3 separate regions of the Mus musculus genome follow, and all the other regions are linked to region 1. Evidence: chromatin contacts called from public capture Hi-C and targeted proximity ligation data. All regions are on one chromosome and are shown on one strand. The core of a region is the stretch at or near the end of the contact, and the rest is flanking DNA. Distances in the headings are between cores, read along the strand shown.

What was found. Capture Hi-C pulls out chosen DNA fragments and counts their contacts.
Region 2: a contact with region 1 is called in a capture Hi-C map of macrophages, with 5 times the contacts expected there. A contact is called at or near these places in 2 of 39 promoter capture datasets (cranial neural crest and liver), 2 of 130 datasets of targeted methods (embryonic stem cells and pancreatic cancer cells) and 1 of 9 other capture datasets (macrophages).
Region 3: a contact with region 1 is called in a targeted proximity ligation map of microglia, with 4 times the contacts expected there. A contact is called at or near these places in 2 of 39 promoter capture datasets (frontonasal cranial neural crest and second pharyngeal arch cranial neural crest) and 1 of 130 datasets of targeted methods (microglia).

The regions. Positions count from the first base shown.
Region 1 is chr15:75,967,849-75,970,416 of GRCm38.p6, forward strand. It overlaps Zfp707 (zinc finger protein 707), which reads left to right and starts at 1,275. Exons shown (of 4, transcript NM_001347040.2): 1 at 1,275-1,556. The coding sequence starts at 1,449. It also overlaps the pseudogene Eif2s3x-ps1.
Region 2 is chr15:76,638,628-76,641,195 of GRCm38.p6, forward strand. Tonsl (tonsoku-like, DNA repair protein) reads right to left here and starts at 1,302. Exons shown (of 26, transcript NM_183091.3): 1 at 1,227-1,302; 2 at 1,051-1,146; 3 at 821-963; 4 at 213-396. The coding sequence starts at 1,251.
Region 3 is chr15:76,575,074-76,577,641 of GRCm38.p6, forward strand. Adck5 (aarF domain containing kinase 5) reads left to right here and starts at 1,286. Exons shown (of 15, transcript NM_172960.3): 1 at 1,286-1,421. The coding sequence starts at 1,410.

The DNA.
Region 1 (2,568 bases), core at 25-2,524:
AGGTTTGTTGACATCAGATGGACTGATAACAATGAGATGGGGCTCTGAAGTAAAGTCTCTTGGGGCCACTGGTATTTTCTTCACTATATACTCACAGACAACTTCAATATTATACTTCAGTTGAGCAGAAATTGGAATAATTGGTGCCCCTTTCTGCTATCGTTCCTTGCACAAATGCGAGATTTTGCTCATATTGTTCCTTAGCCTGACTTTCTTTTACCAGATCAATTTTATTCTGTAAGATCAAAATATGCTTGAGTTTCGTGATTTCTACAGCAGTCAGGTGTTCGGGCCAAGGGCATGATTCATTACTAGCTATCAACAGAAGAGCTGCATCCATCTCTACTGCACTGTTCAGCATCGTAGCCATCAAAATATCATGGCCAGGACAGTCAACAAAGGAAACATGTCTGACTAATTTGAAGTTCCCTTTGGCCCCCAGAATGTATGTAGGAAACTTATCTGGTGTACTGCTTCCACATGATCTGGTCTAGGACAACTTGAGTCATCAAAGTTTATAAGTCTTAGCATGAGCATGTCCAAGCTTGATGGTAATGTTTCTTTCTAGCTCATTTTTGAATCTGACAGTGTGAACTCCAGAAATAACCTTCACCACGGTGGACTTCCCATGAGCTCCATGACCAGTTGTAACAATATTAATTGTAGCTTGTCTGCTGATAACTTCACGTGAAAGTGGTGTCAACTTGGTAACATCCCCCAGCCATCTTGCTCAGAGGGGAAAGGACGTATCTTCCTTTCCATCTGCTCAGCTATCTTATGGTGGGACGAAGGCTGCCTAAACTAGAATTAGAATTACAAATAAGTTTGCATCTTTCAAATTAAATTTGGCATCACAGTGGCCTAAGGGTCCAGTGACCCCAATGAACAAAGTAGGAAATCCTGACCCATGCCACTAACATGAAGCAAACTGGCAAACATCAGTTTAGACAGCCATAGGACAAATTCCAAACAAAGAATGTTGATGGTTCTGGCTGCTTGAGAACTGGAGATAGGTTCTCTGGGGCATGGACATTTCTGATTTGAAGCCAACATGGTCTACAAAGAGAGTTCCAGAATAGCCAGGGCAACACAGTGAAACCTTGTCCCCCAAGCCCATCAAAACAAACACCTCCTTCCAGTGGGCTCAGGAACACACGAAAAAAAACCCACAGACCACCCATATCAACGGAAGGGCTGGGCCCCTGGGGGCGGGCTCGCGCACACTTCCGCCCTTTTATCTGGCCCCGCCCTTTAAGTAGCCGGAAGACGCTTCTGATTGGCGTATTTCCGCTGGAGAGTTGAAGTCAGTGCGGCGCGCACGGGAGTTGACGTTTAAAGGTGCAGGAGCTGGGGAATCCGACGGTGGTGCTGCTTTGGGTTGCTCTGCTCCGCGCCACTGCGCTTGCGCTGAAGCCGACCCTACCCCCGGCATCCCCCGCGGCCTTCAGATGCGCCGGCGTCTTGCTGCAGCTGCTGCTCTCGGCGAAGCTCGACGAGAGCGCTGCTTCCGACGGGGCAGCGCTCTTCCCGAGCGAGCTAACGGCGATGCTCCTCCGGTGAGCTCGGACCCTCTACCCCCAATCCCTGGCCCCGCGCCCACCTGGGTCCCCTTGGCACGGGCGCTCGGGTTTCCTGCTTCTGGCAGGTACCGCGCTCCGGCGGTCCTAGGGTCTCAGTCTGGGTCTGTCTGCTCCTGCTTTCCAGGACTACAACTTTCTGTTTTAGTGTTTCCCACACTCCCTGCTCTCCGGCCTTGAAGTCCAGCCAGGCTTGTGGCACCAGTTCTGGTGTTCAGATGAGAAATATATATTCTGGTTTTATCATGCAGAGTTTGTGGTTGGCAGTCACTACCCAGACCTGTGTTTCCCGAGCTTCGGGTCTTCCAGGTGTGTCCCAATTTGCAGCCTTGCTAGTCGAGTATAGATAAGAATGCATATCAGCACAGTGTAGGTGGTTGGTTAGTTATGTCGCAATGTCACAAGGTTGAATGCCTCTAGGCGCAACTTTTGTGATAGCTGTTAAAATAATTTATAGCCTGACTGGCCTCAACTTGTGCTGACCCCTTTGCCTCTGTCACCTGAGTGTTAAGATTAGTTAGGTTTTTTTTTTTTCTCTCTCTCTTTTAAAATGTTATCTCTTAGCTGGGCAGTGGTGGTGCACGCCTTTAATCCCAGCACTTGGGAGGCAGAGGCAGGCGGATTTCTGAGTTCGAGGCCAGCCTGGTCTACAGAGTGAGTTCCAGGACAGCCAGGGCTACACAGAGAAACCCTGTCTCAACCCCCCCCCCCAAAAAAAAAAAAAGTTATCTCTTTCTATGTTAATTTTTAGAAGTGATTCTAGATACTAGTTCTTTGGCAGAAAACGATTTGGAAATTCTTTCTCTGTTGCTTGCCTTTTAATCTTTCTTTAATCTTTCTAACTCCCTTTTAGAATCAGAAACTCTCTTGTTGGTTTCATTAAATGTTGTTTTGTTTGGCTTGCTTTTTAACTATCCCAAACGGTCTTTGACATAGCTTTTTCGTCAAAGTTGGTGTAATGGTTAATTTCTCAACTTGACGCAATCAAGTA
Region 2 (2,568 bases), core at 52-2,551, 670 kb after region 1:
CAGTTGCCCCCACCCCCACCCCCAGGATATGGGGTTTTCAGGCACTCCTACCCTTTATCCCATCTCTTATTGAGTGAGCCAGGAGTCTGCTGCACGTAGAATATAGAGAAGGAGCAGGTGCCTGACAGGTTCAAGCCTGAAGAGCAACACAGGCCTTGGAAAGGGAGGGCCCAGAGGGAGCCTATGGGGAGAATCCAAGAAAGGGGACATACCCTCTAGTTTCTCATCCACAATAGCCAAGCTCTTCTCAAAGGCAGCTTGTGCCTGCAACAAGGAATCTCTTGATTGGCAGTGGTCATATATATCCAGATGGGTGCGGCCAATGGTGGCCCAGGCTCGCTGTAGTTCAGTGTGGTTGGACAGGGAACCAGCCAGATCCAGGTAGAGATGCTGGTGCTAATGTAGAAAGAAAAAGCATTTGACATGATCCGACTCCCAGCAACTCCAGCAGTCTGATACCAGAGGAAGCTACTCTTAGAAAAGAGACCCTTCTGTTTCCCAAATTTCGACAGAGTTGGGTATACCCATGTCCTATCTTTTCTATGCAAAGGACTGTCTATGGCAATGGCTGTTCTGCCCTGCAGCAGTGCTGTCATGGGAGACCACTAAGGGCTGCATGGAGTGTTGCTCTCAATAGCAGTGGGTCCTGAGCCTTCCTCATTCAGTTGTCACAAACCCATCCATTCCCCACCACCACCACCAAGAGGCAGGCAGCGCCCCAAGTAGACATAAGAAGGGTGTGACTGCCTGCCAAGTCAAAGGTCCCTGAATACTTATTTGCATACTAGCCCTCTCTCCTCAACAAGTGAAGGTCCTGTACCTTCAGAGCAGCAGAGTAATTCTCCATTTCAGCCAGCCGTTCTCCAATCTTGCGGTGGGCCACAGCGCAGCCTAGAGTGTCCTGGACGCTCTCTAGCAGATGTAGTTCCTGCTGGTGCTCCTCCAAAGCGTCCTTGAAGCGGCCTGCCGGAAGAGGGGCGTGTGCTCAAGGTGCGCCATCACCCAGCCAGTCCCCTGCCTCCAGCTAGTCCTCTCACCGCTCCGGCTCACCGTGGCTAGCCAGCAGCTCCCCCAGCTGGTGGCAGTAGGCCGCCTCCTCGCGCAGCTGTCCATTCCTCTGGGCCCTGGTCTTGGCCTTGCTCAGCTCTGCCGGAAGAGAGAATCGAGTCTAACCCAGGACCCGATCCACACCCTGCGTCCCGACATGCACTCCCCAAAATACTCACGGCGAAGCTCCTGTTCCAGGGTCATAGCCAGACAAGCCACCGCCGCCGCGAAAATCTGCACTTCCCGCGCTTCCCTGAGCCCACGCCCATTTTCTCACTCCACCCATAACACGCAAGGCCCACCCACTCTTCTGAGCGCATGCTTAACCCCGCCCCTTCGGTGGCCCAAGTGCGGTAGACTCCAGGCCTTCTGGGATTTGTAGTCCTACTGGCGCCATCAGGTGGCAGAAGGTCTGTTGGGTAGGATCTGGGCCTTCAAGGCTGCTGTCAGAGTACGGGCACCCAAGCAGGAAGTGCCCTTTCTGGTGAGTTACCAGGACTACAGACTGACCCTGCTCCCCTGAAATCTACCTGCCTTTTTTTTTTTTTTTTTTTTAGGATTAGACGGGCTTGGTGGCATACGCCTTTAATCCCAGCACTCAGGAGGCCAAGACAGGCAAATTTCTAAATTTGAGGCCATCCTGGTCTACAGAGCAAATTGCAAATTCCTGAAAAGCCAATGATGCACAGAGAGACAAAAAAAAAAAAAAAAAAAAAAAAAAAGGAGGGGGGTCTGGATAGATGGCTCAGTGGTTAAGAGCACCGACTGCTCTTCTGAAGGTCCTGAGTTCAGGTCCAAGCAACCACATGGTGGCTACAACCACCCGTGATGAGATCTGATGTGTGTGTGTCTGAAGACAGCTACAGTGTACTTGGATATAGTAAATAAATGAATCTTTAAGAAAAAAAGATTTTTTAAATTTCACGTATGTGTTTACCTATATATATATATGTGTGTGTGTGTGTGTGCACCTGCCGTGTGCCTAGTGTCTGAAGAGGCTGAAGAGGGCAACTTGAAGAGGAGTTACAGCTTGTTGTGAATCATCGTGTGGATGTTAGTTACCAAACTTAGGTCCTCTGCAAGTGTAGCTCTTAACTACCGAGCCAACTTTCCAGCTCCCAGCCTGCCTTTTTATTACAGGTATACTGTAGTGCTACCCCCATTTCCTCTAGACATTATTATTTTTAAAGATTTATTTATTTATTTATTTATTTATTGGTTTTTTTTTGAGACAGGATTTCTCTGTGTAGCCCTGGCTGTCCTGGAACTCACTCTGTAGACCAGGCTGTCCTTGAATTCAGAAATCTGCCTGCCTCTGCCTCCCAAGTGTTGGGATTGAAGGCACGCGCCACCACGGCCTGGCAGATTTATTTTTTATTCATATGAGTACACTATAGCTGTCTTCAGACACACAAGAGGGCATCAGACCCCATTACAGATGGTTGTGAGCCTTGCAGCCTCCCTGGGGACCAACGCCCTCATGGCCTCCTGGGAGCAGAACAGGGGCTACCCTGTTCCTCA
Region 3 (2,568 bases), core at 36-2,535, 610 kb after region 1:
AGCTCCCAGCTAGGTCTCCCTGGTTCGGGTGTGACCTCACAGGGCTGAGGACTTTGATCTGTTCCCTACTGTATATCTGGACCTAATTGCCACAATCTCTCTCCCCTGTGCTTTATAAGTAGCCCAGTCTCGGAACACCCATTTCTGCCTTTTCATCCTGGGCTCTGTGCACCCTGAATCCATTTTGTCCCTGACACATTGCTTTCCAGTTGCGCCCAGACATCTCAGCTACACGTACTTCCTAGGCTTGCAAGGACGTCCAGAATGAATGAACTGGAAGGAGGCCATTGCCTGACATCGTCTGGCTCACAGACTTTTGTGACCCCCTCATACAGCCACTCTGCCACCTTCCAGGCACTCCAAAGCCAATTGGGGACATGACATTATCTTAGAGCCTGCTTAGAGCCATGTTCAACCAGAAGGCAGCTTGCCAGTTCCAGTGGGTGGGTGGGGGGAGGCTCAGGTGACCTCAAAGAACCCAATGGTCAACATTAGGACAGTTGCTGAGAAGAGCACCCGTGGCTAGGGAAGCAGGAACTTCAGGGGAGTTCTGAGGAACCAGGTAGTAAGGACCCCTCCAGAGGAGGATTTGCAGAAGGATTGGGTATCACAGAGAGTGAAGAGTAGGGGGACAAAGAACCAGGACTCTTCACAGAGAAACCCTGTCTTAGAAAAAAAAAGAAAAGAAAAAACAAAACAAAACAAAACAAACCAACCAACCAACCAAACAAACAAACAAAAAAGAACCTGGACTCTAACTGACATAGTTGGCAAGAAAGCGAGGGTGTCTCTAGCTTTGGTGGCTGTCTCAACAGGTGTTGCCAAACTGCCTGTGCGAGCGAATACTGAGAGTTGTGAAAATGACCAAGTGTCAGCTTTGAGTTACACTGTCACTTTTCAGAAAGGAACGAGAGCCCGACAAAATTAAAGAGCCAATTCAAGGGTCTGGGAATATGGCTGAGTGGGTAAAAGGGCTACCCTAGGAAGCCAAGTTCCTGGAACAATGTAAAAAGCACTTCTAGAGTGAAATAGGAGTGGGAAGAGGAAAATTGCCCGCAAACTTAGCCTGGCTTGCACAGGGCAACAGAAATAAAACAGACGGTGGAAAGCAAGCACCAACCGACTCTTGAAAATTGCTCCATAACATTCACATACAATAAACAAAGGAAAACACTTGGTAAAGACTCATCACTTGGTGTCTCCCATGAGGCTATGCCCCGGGCGACCTCAAGGGGCCGCTGCACGCCGAGGCGGTCACGTCACGTTTTGGGGGCGTGGCCCTTCCACTCTACCCAGGTCTGTGTGGCGCGTGTGGGCCGGTGCGCAAGCGCATTGCCTACTCTTTCGCGGGGTCGTCTGGGCACCAGGGACGTCTGCGGCGAAACCGGGAAGAGAGCACTGCCGGGGACATGTGGCGGCCGGTGAGGACCCCGCCCCCGCACGCCCTGGTCCCTGACTCTGCGCTCCGCATCCCTGCGTTGGGATCTCTCTCTGTACCCGGAGGTTCTGGATCCAGTCCAGGCCCGGGCCCTGCCCATCGACCCCAAAGCTTTGGAGAACTCTGATTCCCGCTTCCTCTTTTTTTCCCCAGAGCCTTTGGGAAGACTCAGCATTATTTAACCTCACCCCAGGGTCCTCTTCCTTCTGCCTCTGTCCTCAGCGCATCCCTCGGGTCTCCCCGGGAAGCTGCTCTGTCCTCTCTATCAGCTTCTGGAAGGGAGACAACCCCATGATTCCCGCTGGGTTAGCATGCCCTCACTCCCTTAGCCCCTTGTTCTGGCCCTGGGGGTGTCCTTGCCTATTCCCTGCCCTTGGAGTATGGCCCTTCTTCAGTTGTGTTGTTTTTAAACTTCTGCGAAGTTGTTTTTCTAGTACATCTGGCCTTGTAGGTTTAGATAATGAGAGGCCAGGAGGTGGGTTAACGTTTGGCTTGCAGTGTACAGCCCTGCTGGGTGTGTGCTTTCTGATGGGAGTCCTGTTGCTCAGAGACAAGTTGCCTTTTACACAGACAGCACTTTACTGTAGCAAAAACTTTTCCACATATCCGTATTACTTGTCACTTACACCTCTAGACAGCCCTGGGAGTTTGTTTTGTTTTGTTTTGTTTGAGATAGGGTTTCTCTTGTTTTTGGACAGCCCTGGCTGGCCTGGAACTAGCTCTGTAGAGCTGGCTGGCCTCCAACTCAGAGATCCTCTGCTGGGATCAAAGCCATATGCTACCACTGCCTGGCTAGAAAGGCAAGGGTTTTTTTGTTTGTTTGTCTTAGTTTTTTTTGTTTTTGGCTCCTTGCTTACCCCCCTCCAAGGTTGGGGTATTTGGTTTTAGCTCTGGCTGTCCTGGAACTCACTCTGTAGAGCATACTGGCCTCGAACTCACAGAAATCTGCTTGCCTCTGCCACCCTAGTGCTGGGATTAAAGCTGTGTACCACCACCACCCTACCAGAAAGGGGAGTTTTAACCTCTGATTAGGAATTACTGCACAGTACAGTGGAGTCCTTGCAGGTTCCCAATAACAACGTCCACTTCCTCTAGCTCAAATCTCTAGGCTGTTACCTACTAACTTTGGG